Regions from separate parts of the Rattus norvegicus genome. Here region 2 is linked to region 1. The links are chromatin contacts, called in public Hi-C maps. All regions are on one chromosome and are shown on one strand. Each heading gives the region's core, a stretch centred on a gene start, on an enhancer-like site or on the middle of the called end of the contact. The rest is flanking DNA. Distances are from core to core; before and after follow the strand shown.

Region 1 (7,667 bases), core at 2,739-5,238:
TTGCTTAAGACCTCACTAGGAAGCAGGGGTGATCTACAAAGCCCAGTCTGGCTTCTCAGCTCCCGTACTGGGATCTCAGCTGACCTGGGCATCTATCTGGGGCAGGGAGGCACAGTGCAGCAGAGCAGCTGCGACACACCTGCCTCATGTTCTGCCACTGTGCTCCTACCTAAGTTACACGCTGACCATGGGAAGGCAAGCCCAGGCACTGACCTTCCTCTTCTGTTACGGCTCTAGGACTGGGTATGTTTGAAAATGAATCCACAGAACAACTGGACCACAAAATCTGAGCTCTCCTCACACGAGGCCTTTGGGCAGGAACATGTTGTTTCCAGAGTGCATTATCTCAGTTTCCAGCAGGTCAACTTAACACGCCAAGAAAAAACCAGGACAAAAATCTGGATTCTAAATTAGTTATATTTTTGGAGAAAATTACACTCATTTTTTGTAGGCATAAAAAATTGAACGGAGCCCAAGTACACTTGGGCATACTATATAGAGGCAACACTAAAACCACAGGATATAGCAGCTAGTGAAAAGTCTATCAAAACTCATATTTTGGAAATTATTTCTTGGAAAAATAAAAAACCAGTAATGATCTGGAAATACCTTCAAGTAAAGTATGTTATTTTTACACTCCATAAAACACTACGATTTGTCTGCAACTGTCAAAAGCCACACTACACTCCCTGATATAGAAAATATAATGTCTTTGCAGACAGTTTTGCTCAGCAAATAAGTTTAATTTGCTACTATGTAAAATTTTTCTTGGAAATCAAACTGCGAAATGAAAAGTGAATCCCTTGCTAAATAAAACAAACAAACTGAAAGGCGACCCAGTAACCCGTTGATGGGGTAGGCTGCCCTAGGGATGCCCTGCCTTCTTCTCAGAGCTGACTTTCTCTCCACCTCTTCTGCAGCTCTCAAGAATCCTGACAGCTAACAGCGAGCCAGGTTAAACGGCAGCCTCTCAATAGCTGGTCAGTAGTGTAGCGGCGCTGACTACCAGAAGAACGGCTGGGTTGGAGGTGAGAGACACAGGATGGAAAGAAGTTCCTAGAGAACTTAAAATAATGCAACAGTGGACAGAGGACCATTGCTGTCCAGGGAAGCAAACCATTCATTTGGCTAATTTGCTTCCTGAAACTGGCCCCTAAGCCTCTTCAAGTGAAAAAGCCCAATATGTAATAAAACCTGATTTCACACTTGGAGGGAAAAAAATGTAAGAACAATAAATTCTCAGACTCACCACAGGATCAACAGATACAGCCTACTAAAGACATGCTGCCTGTGAGGTAAGCCATACTATTTACCTCTCTGGATAGAGCCACTCAGTTTTACTTGCCTTTAATCCCAGCACCCAGGAGGCAGAGGCAGGCAGAATTCTGTGAGTACAAGGCCAGCCTGATCTATATCCATAGTTAATTCTAGGACAGTCAGGAATTATGTACAGAGACACCCCTGTCTATGAGTGAGTGAGTAAGTGAGTGAGTGAATGAAATGAAAAAATGAAATTTTAAAAGGGAGGCTGAGGGCATAGCTCAGTGGAGAGTATTACAGTGCATGGATGAAGCCCTGGGTTCAATTCTTAGTACCAGGAAACAACAGTGGAATAGTGTTTAACCCTAGACCAAATAAAATCCTATCGTTTGCACGATATGGGTAGATCTTTAGGTTGAATGAAACAGGACATAAAAAGACAAATACTACCTATGACTCATTTATGAAAACCAGGAAGTCAATTTTGAATGATGTACAGTGATCACCAGAGTTGCAGAAGGAAAAGAGACTTACAAGGAAAACTAAGAAAGAAGGGTGCTAGAGGAGGCCTAGACAATAGAAGGGACTGGGTTAAGAAAGGTAAATGGCTATGCCCTGTGCCTAGAAATGGAATAAGGAAACTCATTAAGTTGCACCATAATATATGTTAATAATTATTTTTAAAGTAATTTAAATATTAATTAATTCTTATCTGTTGAGAAATGGGGTTGGGGTAGTAGTCAGTAAGGGCCAGGGTAAGAGTGAAGTCTGTGTGTCCTTAGTCATTCCATTTTAGCATTAACTATGTAAATATGGGCCTGAACGAATGACTCAGTGGTTAAAAGCTCAAGCTCTTCTTCCAGAGGGTCCACGTTTGTTTTCTTGAATCTACATGGCAGCTCACAACCGTCTGTAACTCCAGTTCCAGAGAATCCAACTCTCCTGGGGAAGCCCTCTTCTGAACTGTGTGTATATCAGCATTCAAGTAGCACGCAAACATGCATGTAGGTAAAACAGAACACACAGAAAAAATGTTGCAAATACACTTCACCAACTGAAGCATTTATAAGGAAGGCTTTTACCTTCAATAACAAATAGACAAAGGACTCAAACCATAAGACACTGGAATGAGAAGAAACATAAAAACAGCACGACAGAAATGCAAAGGCAAATCACAAGAGATCACCTTGCTCCACTTAGAGCAGCCATTATCAAAGGCACAAAGTAGCCCATATTCGTGAGCATGTGGGTCAAAGAATACTCTTGCACACTGTTCATAGGAGTGAGAATTAGCACAGTCATTACAGAAGACAGGATGGAGCTTCCTAAAAGAATAAAACAGGCCCAAAGATAGAATTACTATATAGGATCCAGTAATCTCGTCTCTATGTATAAACAGCCAAAGGAATAAAAATCAGGGTCAACTGTTCTCCCAGGTCCAGTACAACATCATCTACAATGCTGCATAAGTATCTTCCAATAGATGAACACACACACACACACACACACACACACACACACACACACACACACACACAGGGAGAGGGAGAGAGAGAGACACTGAAATACTATCCAGTCAAGAAGAGGAAGGCCTGTCATGTGCAGCAGCATGGATAAGCCTGGAGGGCGTTTAGCTCAGTACGGAGAGATGAGAGAGCACAGATTCACTTCTGTATAAAGTCTAAAGGAGCTGACTTCCTGGTAGTCAGGCCTACAATTTACAAAGTGCGTGCATGGAGGGAGGAGAAGCTTGTCAAAGAGTGGAATAGGTTGAGTGATGATGGAATGGGATGAAGCATAATTCAAGACTTATAAGTAGATTTTGGATGTTGTCGCCATTGGAAAGTAGATAAAGTGCTAAGCATGTCAATTAGATTGACTTAGTCATTCCACATTGTAGAATCTAAAATCCTATCCAAAAAGTTACAATATGTTTGCATATTTTTTTTGAAAATTAGAAACACTGAAAAATAGTTACTAGAACAAAATTATGACATGGTTGTCACTGGCCTTTAAAACATGTAGATAGTTTAGTAATTTGCTTGACTGCCTTCTAAGTTAATGCACTGACTTTTAAAACTGTCCTAATTTTTGGCATAAAGAGTTCAATACATGACTGTTACATAAATGAACAGAAGCAGAAAAATGAAACGGCACAGACCAAATAAAGGTAACAGTTGGGAGAGAGATAGGGATATACCTGATCTGCAGTCACAGTACTACTGGTTTATACTGACACTCAACTAAGCTAACCCTTTCAGTTTACAGTCTGAAAAGGCTTACTTACCTAAACCCTGCTGCACTCACTTTAAAGACGGGCCAAAAATTCACATGCCTCCAAAGCACAGCTATCAGCAGAATATGTATACAACCATGGGGCAGGAGAATGCTATGGTAAAACCCATATTCCCTTCTCTAGCTACAAGGCACGGATGGTATCCTTTTGGGACAAAACACCTCAGGGATATTCCTGGAGTCAGAAGCTGACTGCAAATAAGGTGCTGTGTATTACATCCCGGACTCAGGAGCAGCTGAATCTAAGCAGCACCTCTCATGCAGTCCTCACACATCTCCTGGAACTCATATAAATCCCCAGTCTTTACTGGGAAGAAATCTGAATAAAAAGATTTCAAGCCTCTGAAAGGGTTTTGGGTGTGGTTGAGATGGCTGACTTTGAAAACTTAGCAACACAGGATACACTATGAGTAAGTTCTTAAAAAAAAAAAAAAAAAACTAACTCACCAGATCCTTCTGAAAGGGTTCTTTTATTAATTTCAGTGAAGTCAAGCAGAGAACAAGTTGTAATATGAAACACAATTTATGCAACTATGTTGAAATTCTCTACCAGAGTTGCATCTTCTAATGTACAATTTTATGGTAAAATAATTTCAAAATACTATCAAAAGTTAGGCTAGGCTCCTTTTGGTTTTAAGACTGTCACAGGAAACCCCCCCCCCTTTTTTTATATAAAAAGTAATGGAAATTCTAAGACAAAATAATAGTGTCTTTAAATTGAAAAAAAAAAATCGAAGAGCTGAAACTAAACCCCAATTGAAATTACACTGTTGGGCAACTCCAGAAGCTAAACAAAAACATGTTAAAATAGAAATTGCAACATCAAGGGAAAACCATTCTCATACAGAGTTCTAGACTCAGCCCTGGCTGATTATGATCAGACAGCTGATCCAGCCTAGGTTTCCCACAGTCAGCCTAAGGCTGCTCATGGTTTAGCAGCCACTTGGGTAAGGCCGACAGAGATCCCCTGGGTGGGTCTGCTCTGCCTTTCAAAACCCATGAACTTCCCATTATATAATCTCAAATAAGGAAAGCACTTCCTAAGCTAAACACCAGGCTGCAGTACCGCTTGCCGCCCACGCTAAGAAAGGAAAGGAAGGAGCTTTGTGAATGGCAAAATCACCTTGTCGGGTAATGACAGATTAGTGAATCCTGCTTACTAGTCTACCAGGCTGTTTAGCAAAACTTCCAGAAGCCCCAGTATCTAAACTAAAATTTTCATATTTTATTCATCTCCTATAAAATAATCTCTTAAAGTAACCACAGAATTCTGAGAAGCTTGTTTTTCCAGAAAGCCCAAGAAAAATACTTTAGTTTCACCACTCTCAAATTCATTTGACTTAGAAACAAAGTAAACATATTACTCTATTTAATATCATTGCACAAGCAAATTCACAAGAATGAAATGTGTTCAGAGTTCCTAGAAAAAATGTAGCAATGCAGGCTGCCAACTTGTTCAATGTCAAGCTCTAGGCAGCGCAGGAGCACCAGCAGTGACTCAGAATGAATCACGCTTAAGCTATTTTTGCTTTTAAAGTCCTGCCAGGAGCTGTGTTAATATTCAACCCAGAGTAAATTTAGCTCAACAAGAAAACAAGTGTTTCCATGGTTGCTTCTGCACAGTGTTTATGGTATATGCGCAGCCATTCAGCCTAGGAGCCCAGCCAGATCATCGAAGTTGAAATGCTTGTCTCTCATTTACATCCAGGCACTGGAACATGAAATACCAAATGCAATTCAGGCTATTCTTCTGTCTGCTGTCTACCTGCCTTCCTGGATCCCAAACAGCAACACGGAAGACAACACATCATTAAAGGGTTCTCTTCAAGTCTACGCCCCTGAAGGAGCTCTAGTAGACTGCTGTCATAGGCTTTACTGGGTTTGTGTTCCAAGTCAAAATCACACTTCTCTGGTAGTGGAGGTGTAACAGACTAAAGTGCTTAAAGGACTTAGCAAAACATTAGGAAATTAGAAGGACAGATATCACGTGGAATCTTTACATAGGATCAGACAGTGACTGGTTATGTGGCTGGTACTCAGGTTTTAAAATAAATTAGTTACAGGCAAAGAGTAAGATCTGACTGTCTATGTTAGAAGAAAAAAATTACACGTAACATAAAATTTATTATCTTGACCCCCTTATTGTTTTTGCAGCAGAAAGAAAGGTTACTCACTACACTAGACAGGGCAGCAGGCTGGGCACAGGAGAGCCACCAGCAATCCAACTTAACCTTCACAAGCACACAACCCATCAGTGCTACAGTTTCAGTTCTGAGGGTCCCTCAAGGCCAGTAACACAAAAGCCTGCCTTCCATGTGGTGCTGCAGTGAGGCACAACGTTCAGAATGTGGACCTAGTGGAAGGAAGCTAAGTCTTCTGGAGCAATGAGAGCACCCTTAAGGGGATCTAAGCCCATTCCATCTTCCTCTTTGCCCGTGACTGTCATGACGCAAAGAGGCCTCCCCTTCTACAGGTTTCAGTCATAGAACACTGTATTACCATTGACCCAAAGCAGTAGTGTCAAGTGACCACAGACTGAGGCCTCCGAAACCAAGAACCGAAATAAACTTATCAAAAGTTGACTGTCAGGCATTGCGTTATAGTATCAGAAAGCTTACACGATTAGTATTAAATACAATTACACTAGTATAAAAACAGTTCTCTAGGACTTTTCATCTTGTACAATTAAAAAGCTACCGAGTGATTCTTTAAAAATTCCTACTTTCAGAATATGCCATTTTGATTCCAAACACATAGGACTTTTGTGCTTGGGTAGCAGATGAATTGGGAAGACGGAGGAACAGATGCTAGAGCATTCCCTAACTAAATCTACTCAAAGCTGGAATTTCTAGCACCATCTCTCGACATCACGCTATAGTCATACATAGTGGTTAAGATTTTACTCAGCAAAAATACTGTTAACTTTCCCAGCAGAGGTATCTAAAGTATGCTGCACACACCTTAGAATATACACAAAATCATGTAACTTTTTATAATGAACTTTTATCTAGGAAAGAGAAAAGGTTAGGTTTCATTACCAAAGTAAACACTGATATGATATACAGCATATATACAGACAAATCAACAAAATACAATTAATTTACGGTGAGCAACAGAAAAAGCATGCAGACCACATGCTCTAAAGGTCACAATTCCCAAGAAGCAGGACGAGTGTTCTTATCTTCCTTTCTAGTGCAGTGTTCTGGACACGCAGATGGCCACTACTGCAAAGGCAATGAAGTAGAAAAGACTGGGTCACACACGGAAGAGGACAGAGAAACTGCAACCACGTAAAGCATGTGTGTAGACCAGCCAAAGGGTCTGGCACAGCTGTGATGACAAGACTGGACACAGCAACAGTCACACAAGCAGCCTCACTGTTCCAAAATATTCCTCTTTAGACAAGCAGGACGTTAATTATTCACGGCGGTTCAGTATTTGGAAGAAGCTTTTTGCAGGGGTAGTAAGTAGGATCTTTTGAAATCATGACTCGAAGGAACAGCCATCAAAAGTACTTTAGTGATAGAAAAGGTAGAAACTCCTAAAACTCACTTGAATGGATTCTTTAAGTCCTATGTGAAGTATCTAGGCTAGGCCTTGGCATATAGCAACAGGCACTTAAAAGAACTATGTGGATGAAAAGGAATGCATCACACTTTAAGCCTGCAAAAAACTTTACTTGAAACCCAAACTTTCTAAATGTGTAGTTACCTATATATTAACTGTGTATGTAACTTTCAAACTCTCAAGGCCCTGGGGACCAGCAGTAATTTATAAAATAATGACCTTCTGACTCACTTGGTCACTGGACTGACTCAACTCTACCTGAAAGTTTTGGGTTAGAGGAATGGTTAGATATCTACAAAAAGAATATACTCAAAGTTAAGCAGAGGAGTATGTGAGACAAAGAGAAACAGGTAAAGTGTGAGCTTTAAAGAGAGTGGAAACATTCTTTATGATACTATACAGCATGCAATTGTCAAAGCTACTTTACTCAACAATTCTAGTTCTGGACACATACACAGAAGAACTGAAGAATGAACTCAAACAGACAGATATAGCCCGATAGTTATGATATAACTGACTGATTCACGTGATAACTGAAAAGTAGA
Region 2 (7,667 bases), core at 2,192-4,691, 38 kb before region 1:
CACATCTACATGTGGCAAGCCAGACACAAAGAGACAACCACTGTTTTAACTGGCAGTATTCTCTTAATAGCTGAGAGGGAAGAGTTAACAATGCCCTGATAACACTCTGGAAAATAACTAGCACACTGCCCTACTTTTCTCTACTATCCTGTGCTCATTTTCACACGATCCTCTGGGAATCTTAAATGGTTTTGCAGCAGCTTCTTGAGCAGCCTGCTCTGTGCTGGACCATGTCCTCACATAGTGGACCCCACAGAAGCCTCACAAGGGATCTCAGCATAATCAATTTAATCCACTCTTTTGGGGATTATCTTTTGACAGGAACAGGAAAGGAATAAAAAAACAAACAAAAAGAAATGCTTGGGTGAAAAAAAGAGAAGCCCCCTATTGTGACAGTCTGCTGTGGGCTACATCTCAGACTTTGTGGGAGCAAGATCGTCTGTTGCTTTTAGGGCTTGCTCTGTGGACGGTCTGCAAAGTTCTGACCTTGGCCTCCATCACAGCAAGGATTAGATTTGAGTGTTCATTTGCGAGCCAGGCAAGCACTTTCGGCAGCAGAGCACTAATGAAACTCTCAATGAGACATTGATGCTTTATTCATCAAGCCAGGCACTGAGTGGTGTTCCAAGTACTGAAGAGAACCGGTATTTAAAAGTGATCATTATTATTGGTTTGTGGGGTTTTTGCTTTTCTCCTTTGAGACAGGGTCTCTCTGTGTAGCCCTTGCTGCCCTGGAAAGCAGAGATCGCCTGCCTCTGCCACCCTGATACTGGGGTTAAAGGTATGCACCACCATGCTGGCCAGTCTATGATCTTCCTTCTTTGGACTCCTGAGTGCTAGGATTGTGATGTGACCTGTCATCTTAGCTGTGATGGGAATTCTTGAGTTTCTACGTGATGGAGTTTAATGTTAGGGCAAAACCCTAAAAACAACCACCACCACCACCACCACCACCACCACCACCACCACCACCACCACCACCACCACCAGAGAGACAGACAGACAGAGAGAGAGAGAGAGAGAGAGAGAGAGAGAGAGAGAGAGAGAGAGAGAGAGAGAGAGAGAGAGAATACATATATGCAGAGCGCATATGTGTGAAAGCCAGGTTATCATCCCCAGTAGCAACACCTTTCTCCCTTGGGCAAGGTCTCTCATTGGCCTACAGTTCACCAATCAGTAAGAATGGCTGGCCAGTGAACCCCAGGGACCTTCCTGCCTCTGCCTTCTCAGTGCTGGGGTACATGTACATGCCACCATGCCAGCTGCTCCTTTTTGTGGGTTCTGGGACTCAACGTGAATGAACTATCTCTCTAGACAGATCACATCTCTTACCTCACTTGAAATATTAACACAGCAGACATCAAAGCTAATAAAATATGCCACTGGAAGCGACATCTTCTTACCACATCCCAGCAGTACCCTGATGCCTATCAGAAGACTTTTAGAACATTTAAGGGGCAAACGAATAGCTCTAATCCCTGGAAAACTGTAATTAAGACCAGGGTTTACACTTGGCCACTCTGAGTTTTCATATACAAGCCTATGTTTCTTGAGGTCAGAGGCCAACTCCCATCTCTCCTTTCTCTGCCCTTCATCTGAGCACTTTATACCTAACACTTCTGCCAACTTAATGCAGTGTATGGACTGGATCGTTTTTCCTGTGTTAGTCTTACTTCCTGCAGTTATATTCCTCACTATCTCAGTCTGAAATCCCCACCCCATGTGCAGGAAGTGGCAGTTATACATTTAAATGTACAATAGGCACACACCCTTTACGCTTTTCACAGAGGCCATGATGACCCATACTGGTCAGTTACAAGATTACCGGTTGTCTCTATATAAGCAAGGCTCAATGCTTTCCAAAGCTCTTTCAAAATGTCTATTTCATCTGATACTTACATCAATGCTATGAAGTAAACAGAGTGAGTAACAGCATTTCAGAGAGGAGGAAACTGACACTGAACGTGTTTCCCCTCAAGCCACATAGCCAGTCGGTGAGTTCTGGGGAAAACTGACTTCTAGTGTAACCCTTACCTCGTTACATCAGACTGTGGGGCCTAAAGCAGCTAGTTCCAAGTTCCCCAGTGCCTGGCACAGAACTGGCACACAGTACTGTCTTATTTAGTGTTGTTACCTAGTATCTAGAGCAATACTTGGCAGAGTGAACAATGGAGGGCTGGAGAATACGAACAGGTGGGTGAGTGAGTGAGTCACAAGACAAAGGGAAGGCATAAGTCACACACTTTAGCTATCCAGACAGGAGTTTTCAGAAAACTAGACAAAATTGGCTTTGTGAGCTTGTTAATGTTTCTACATTGTTTCTGCACTTCCTTATCTGGCTACCTTTAAAACTACAGTAGATGTTTTCTCCTGACCTACTTACAAAGTTAACCTTTAAAATCTCTTGGTTATGAAATCTTAAGGATTAAATATTTGCTCTGTTGAGAACATAATAGCTCAGACAAGGACAATCAAAAACAAAAAGCAATCCCTAAATGTAAATTTCTAGAATCCAAGATACTAGGGAAAGAGGTAATAAGTATGCCCATCTCCAGGGAGAGCATTTGGTTGCTAATATTGAAAGGCTAGTCAAGATGGAATGTACCAAAGTAGTAAAGTGCTTGCCCAGCATGTGCAAGGCCCTGGGTTCAATCCCCTGCACCACCTAAAAACCCTGAGCATAGTAATACTTGCACACACAAACAGAACTCAACAGTAAGAAAAACCCACCTAGATGCTTCAATAAACAGCAGTCTTTATGATACTGACTCTGGACCAGATTTGAGCGTGTGACTGTAGTTCCCTGAGCGAACGCCAGACCTTTAGTATTCCTAACCTGAGTTGACCACCCACTCATTTCTTGCCCCAGATGAACAAAGATGGGGTTTGGTGGCATGAGCTTGCTGTGTACTGTGGTCACTCCTAGAGCGCTCTGGACTTACACACAAAAATAGTACTAAGTCAGTGACTCGAGTACCTGGTCAGCTGTTCTCCCCTCCCTCACTGAAATGCAAACATCATTTGAAAGCCGCTCAACACTTTGCTGTATGCTTCAATCAACACATCTGGCTCTCTCTAATGTGGTCATGTTCTGACGGGAAATACACGGGCAGCAGGCAATTCTTGGAACTAAATTGTGACAGAAGAGCAGAGGGCTGGCTAGATTTAAGCTCTCATATAAGAAGATGGTGAGGCCTAAAGTTCAGTATGCAGCAAGCAAAAACAGCCCCAGAACTGGAGAAGCGCAGCTACGTCTAACCTGGGAGCCGAAGCCTGCCCTCCAGTTCGGTCACCCTTCAGCTGGCTGCTGTCCTGGTAGAGGGCTATGACTTCATCTTTATCATCCGGGTCCATTCTGAAAAACACACTGTCACAAAGGGCCGACACTGGTGACTGAGCCGACGGTACCAGCCTCTCCCAGGTGAAGTCACTAAGGGCTACTCCCTCCTGCTACACTGATTCACCACAGGGACATCATCCAGATTCTTTGACCCAAAACCCAACCCGAAGGGAGCAGTAGATGTGTTCCAACTCTGGCTTTGACACTGACTCTGGCCTCTAAGATATTAATGAACTCATTTCAGACATTTAAGTATTTTAAAGAAACATATTGAGCAACATTTATGGATTATAGTATCTAGCACTGAATGAAGACACTTTACACATAACACAGCAATTCTTATAGAATTGTCAGGTGCTGTAGTAACTCCATGAGTACATAGGGCCTTCTAACCTTAGGGGCAGGATGGATACTCTTCCTATTTCACAAACTCAGAAGCAAAGCCCCAGTCAGCTGTCATAGAGCCTTTCTCAGAGGTTACTTGGCAGATCTATTTTCTGAGCTGCTGGAATGTGCCAGTGTCAGTCTGGGCTAAAAGCCCAAGGCTAGGTGACCCCGAAGTACATACAGTAGACACTGAGCTCCAAACTGCAGTCTGGCTTATCTGAAGAAAACTGGAACCAGGAGATCTCATGTCTATCTGTATCTTAACCCTTTATAAGTTATATGGCCTGAAACCCCCAGACTCACGCTGCACTTCCTGGTCTATAGGGCACCATCATCTGGCCTGACTTTCTTTCAGAGGTACTAGACACATCGACTTAGAAGGCACCAACACATATAAATGTGAGCTGCTCCTTTCAGGATTATTACTGTTCCGTGTGTGGGAACTGCAGGAACAGGAGGCAAGCAAGGTAGGGTGCAGCTGCTCCACAGCTGCTGGGGAGACCCAACCGAGTATTCTTGTGTATCTGGGCAATCCCGGTCCACCAGCAGATCCATGACTGGTGGGGGACTATTCTTTGAGAAGTTCCATGAACAGGCTAGTGTACTGGGGACCAATGCTCTGTGTACTATAGTGTGTTATGCCTAAGGAATTTCTGGCTATCTCCTCTGGTCACATCTTTTCTACATGAAACCTCTCCCCTTCCTCCTTCCTTCCCCTTCCATTTGGTTTCTGTGGTTTCTCTCATTCTTGACTGCCTTCTTAAACTTTCCTCTCTTATTTGTTGGGATCTTCATGGCATTACTTTCCTTAAAAAAAATATTTTATAGGGAAGGGCATTCTGCATGCACGTGTGCCATGGTACCACTGGCATGCTGGAGCCTGTGGAGACTAGAGCAGGCACTGGGTCCCTAGGATGGCATTACGGATGCCTGTAATCCACGATGTGAGTGCTGGGACTTGAACCTGGCTCCACTGCAACAATAGCCAGTGCGCTTCGCCAGTGAGCCATCGCTCTAGCCCTTGTGTTACTTTAAGAACAAATACAATTCGAGAGAGCTCGTGGGCAGCACCCCGAGAGCAAACTTGAGCCTCGGGACCACAGGTAAGACCAACTTGTCTGCTGCAAGAAAGCTGCCTGGTGAAATCGGGACACACAGAGGCAGAATTCCTCTAGGACTGGGCACGTCCTGTGTTTACCGGAAGTCTCACACCCTCAGCAGCTCGGATCCCGACACGCGGCAGCTCTCTGCTCCCAGACCCCGGGGGAAAGAGACCCAACCGCCTGGTCAGGTGGGCACTCCTGAGGCTGCATAAGCTCCCGGAAGGGGCGGCACAGGTCTTCCTGGTTGCTGCCTCCGCAAAGAGCCCGTGGGCAGCACCCCGCGAGCGAACTTGAGCCTCGGGACCACAGGTAAGACCAACTTTTCTGCTGCAAGAAAGCTGCCTGGTGAACTCAAGACACAGGCCCACAGGAACAGCTGAAGACCTGTAGAGAGGAAAAACTACACGCCCGAAAGCAGAACACTCTGTCCCCATAACTGACTGAAAGAGAGGAAAACAGGTCTACAGCACTCCTGACACACAGGCTTATAGGACAGTCTAGCCACTGTCAGAAATAGCAGAACAAAGTAACACTAGAGATAATCTGATGGCGAGAGGCAAGCGCAGGAACCCAAGCAACAGAAACCAAGACTACATGGCATCATCAGAGCCCAATTCTCCCACCAAAACAAACATGGAATATCCAAACACACCAGAAAAGCAAGATCTAGTTTCAAAATCATGTTTGATCATGATGCTGGAGGACTTCAAGAAAGACGTGAAGAACTTCCTTAGGGAAACACAGGAAAACATTAATAAACAAGTAGAAGCCTACAGAGAGGAATCGCAAAAATCCCTGAAAGAATCGCAAAAATCCCTGAAAGAATTCCAGGAAAACACAATCAAACAGTTGAAGGAATTAAAAATGGAAATAGAAGCAATCAAGAAAGAACACATGGAAACAACCCTGGATATAGAAAACCAAAAGAAGAGACAAGGAGCTGTAGATACGAGCTTCACCAACAGAATACAAGAGATGGAAGAGAGAATCTCAGGAGCAGAACATTCCATAGAAATCATTGACTCAACTGTCAAAGATAATGTAAAGCAGAAAAAGCTACTGGTCCAAAACATACAGGAAATCCAGGACTCAATGAGAAGATCAAACCTAAGGATAATAGGTATAGAAGAGAGTGAAGACTCCCAGCTCAAAGGACCAGTAAATATCTTCAACAAAATCATAGAAGAAAACTTCCCTAACCTAAAAAAAGAGATACCCATAGACATACAAGAAGCCTACAGAACTCCAAATAGATTGGACAAGAAAAGAAACACCTCCCGTCACATAATTGTCAAAACACCAAACGCACAAAATAAAGAAAGAATATTAAAAGCAGTAAGGGAAAAAGGTCAAGTAACATATAAAGGCAGACCTATCAGAATCACACCAGACTTCTCGCCAGAAACTATGAAGGCCAGAAGATCCTGGACTGATGTCATACAGACCCTAAGAGAACACAAATGCCAGCCCAGGTTACTGTATCCTGCAAAACTCTCAATTAACATAGATGGAGAAACCAAGATATTCCATGACAAAACCAAATTTACACAATATCTTTCTACAAATCCAGCACTACAAAGGATAGTAAATGGTAAAGCCCAACATAAGGAGGCAAGCTATACCCTAGAAGAAGCAAGAAACTAATCGTCTTGGCAACAAAACAAAGAGAGTGAAAGCAAAAAACATAACCTCACATCCAAATATGAATATAATGGGAAGCAATAATCACTATTCCTTAATATCTCTCAACATCAATGGCCTCAACTCCCCAATAAAAAGAAATAGATTAACAAACTGGATATGCAACGAGGACCCTGCATTCTGCTGCCTACAGGAAACACACCTCAGAGACAAAGACAGACACTACCTCAGAGTGAAAGGCTGGAAAACAACTTTACAAGCAAATGGTCAAAAGAAGCAAGCTGGAGTAGCCATTCTAATATCAAATAAAATCAATTTTCAACTAAAAGTCATCAAAAAAGATAAGGAAGGACACTTCATATTCATCAAAGGAAAAATCCACCAAGATGAACTCTCAATCCTAAATATCTATGCCCCAAATACAAGGGCACCTACATACGTAAAAGAAACCTTACTAAAGCTCAAAACACACATTGCACCTCACACAATAATAGTGGGAGATTTCAACACCCCACTCTCATTAATGGACAGATCATGGAAACAGAAATTAAACAGTGATGTCGACAGACTAAGAGAAGTCATGAGCCAAATGTACTTAACGGATATTTATAGAACATTCTATCCTAAAGCAAAAGGATATACCTTCTTCTCAGCTCCTCATGGTACTTTCTCCAAAATTGACCATATAATTGGTCAAAAAACGGGCCTCAACAGGTACAGAAAGATAGAAATAATCCCATGCGTGCTATCGGACCACCACGGCCTAAAACTGGTCTTCAATAACAATCAAGGAAGAATGCCGACATATACGTGGAAATTGAACAATGCTCTACTCAATGATAACCTGGTCAAGGAAGAAATAAAGAAAGAAATTAAAAACTTTTTAGAATTTAATGAAAATGAAGGTACAACATACCCAAACTTATGGGACACAATGAAAGCTGTGCTAAGAGGAAAACTCATAGCGCTGAGTGCCTGCAGAAAGAAACAGGAAAGAGCATATGTCAGCAGCTTGACAGCACACCTAAAAGCTCTAGAGCAAAAAGAAGCAAATACACCCAGGAGGAGTAGAAGGCAGGAAATAATCAAACTCAGAGCTGAAATCAACCAAGTAGAAACAAAAGGGACCATAGAAAGAATCAACAAAACCAAAAGTTGGTTCTTTGAGAAAATCAACAAGATAGATAAACCCTTAG

The links. A called contact is a pair of places that touch in the nucleus more often than the background predicts.
Region 2: a Hi-C map of liver shows a contact between it and region 1, with 2.2 times the contacts expected there. The contact joins two enhancer-like sites. A contact is called at or near these places in 4 of 12 Hi-C or Micro-C datasets (the Rat2 cell line, liver and mammary epithelial cells).

What each region holds. Positions count from the first base shown.
Region 1 is chr7:92,920,097-92,927,763 of GRCr8, reverse strand. The region is part of intron 4 of Nsmce2 (NSE2/MMS21 homolog, SMC5-SMC6 complex SUMO ligase); the gene reads right to left. It also overlaps the pseudogene LOC134479617. Among named protein-coding and RNA genes, the nearest start is that of Nsmce2, 98 kb to the right of the region's middle. Within about 2 kb of position 3,988, at least 52 of the 93 cell types and tissues checked have an H3K27ac peak or open chromatin away from gene starts, as enhancers often do. A contact at or near this core is called in liver, where this site is marked.
Region 2 is chr7:92,957,430-92,965,096 of GRCr8, reverse strand. The region is part of intron 4 of Nsmce2 (NSE2/MMS21 homolog, SMC5-SMC6 complex SUMO ligase); the gene reads right to left. It also overlaps the pseudogene LOC134479617. Among named protein-coding and RNA genes, the nearest start is that of Trib1, 130 kb to the left of the region's middle. Within about 2 kb of position 3,441, at least 12 of the 93 cell types and tissues checked have an H3K27ac peak or open chromatin away from gene starts, as enhancers often do. A contact at or near this core is called in liver, where this site is marked.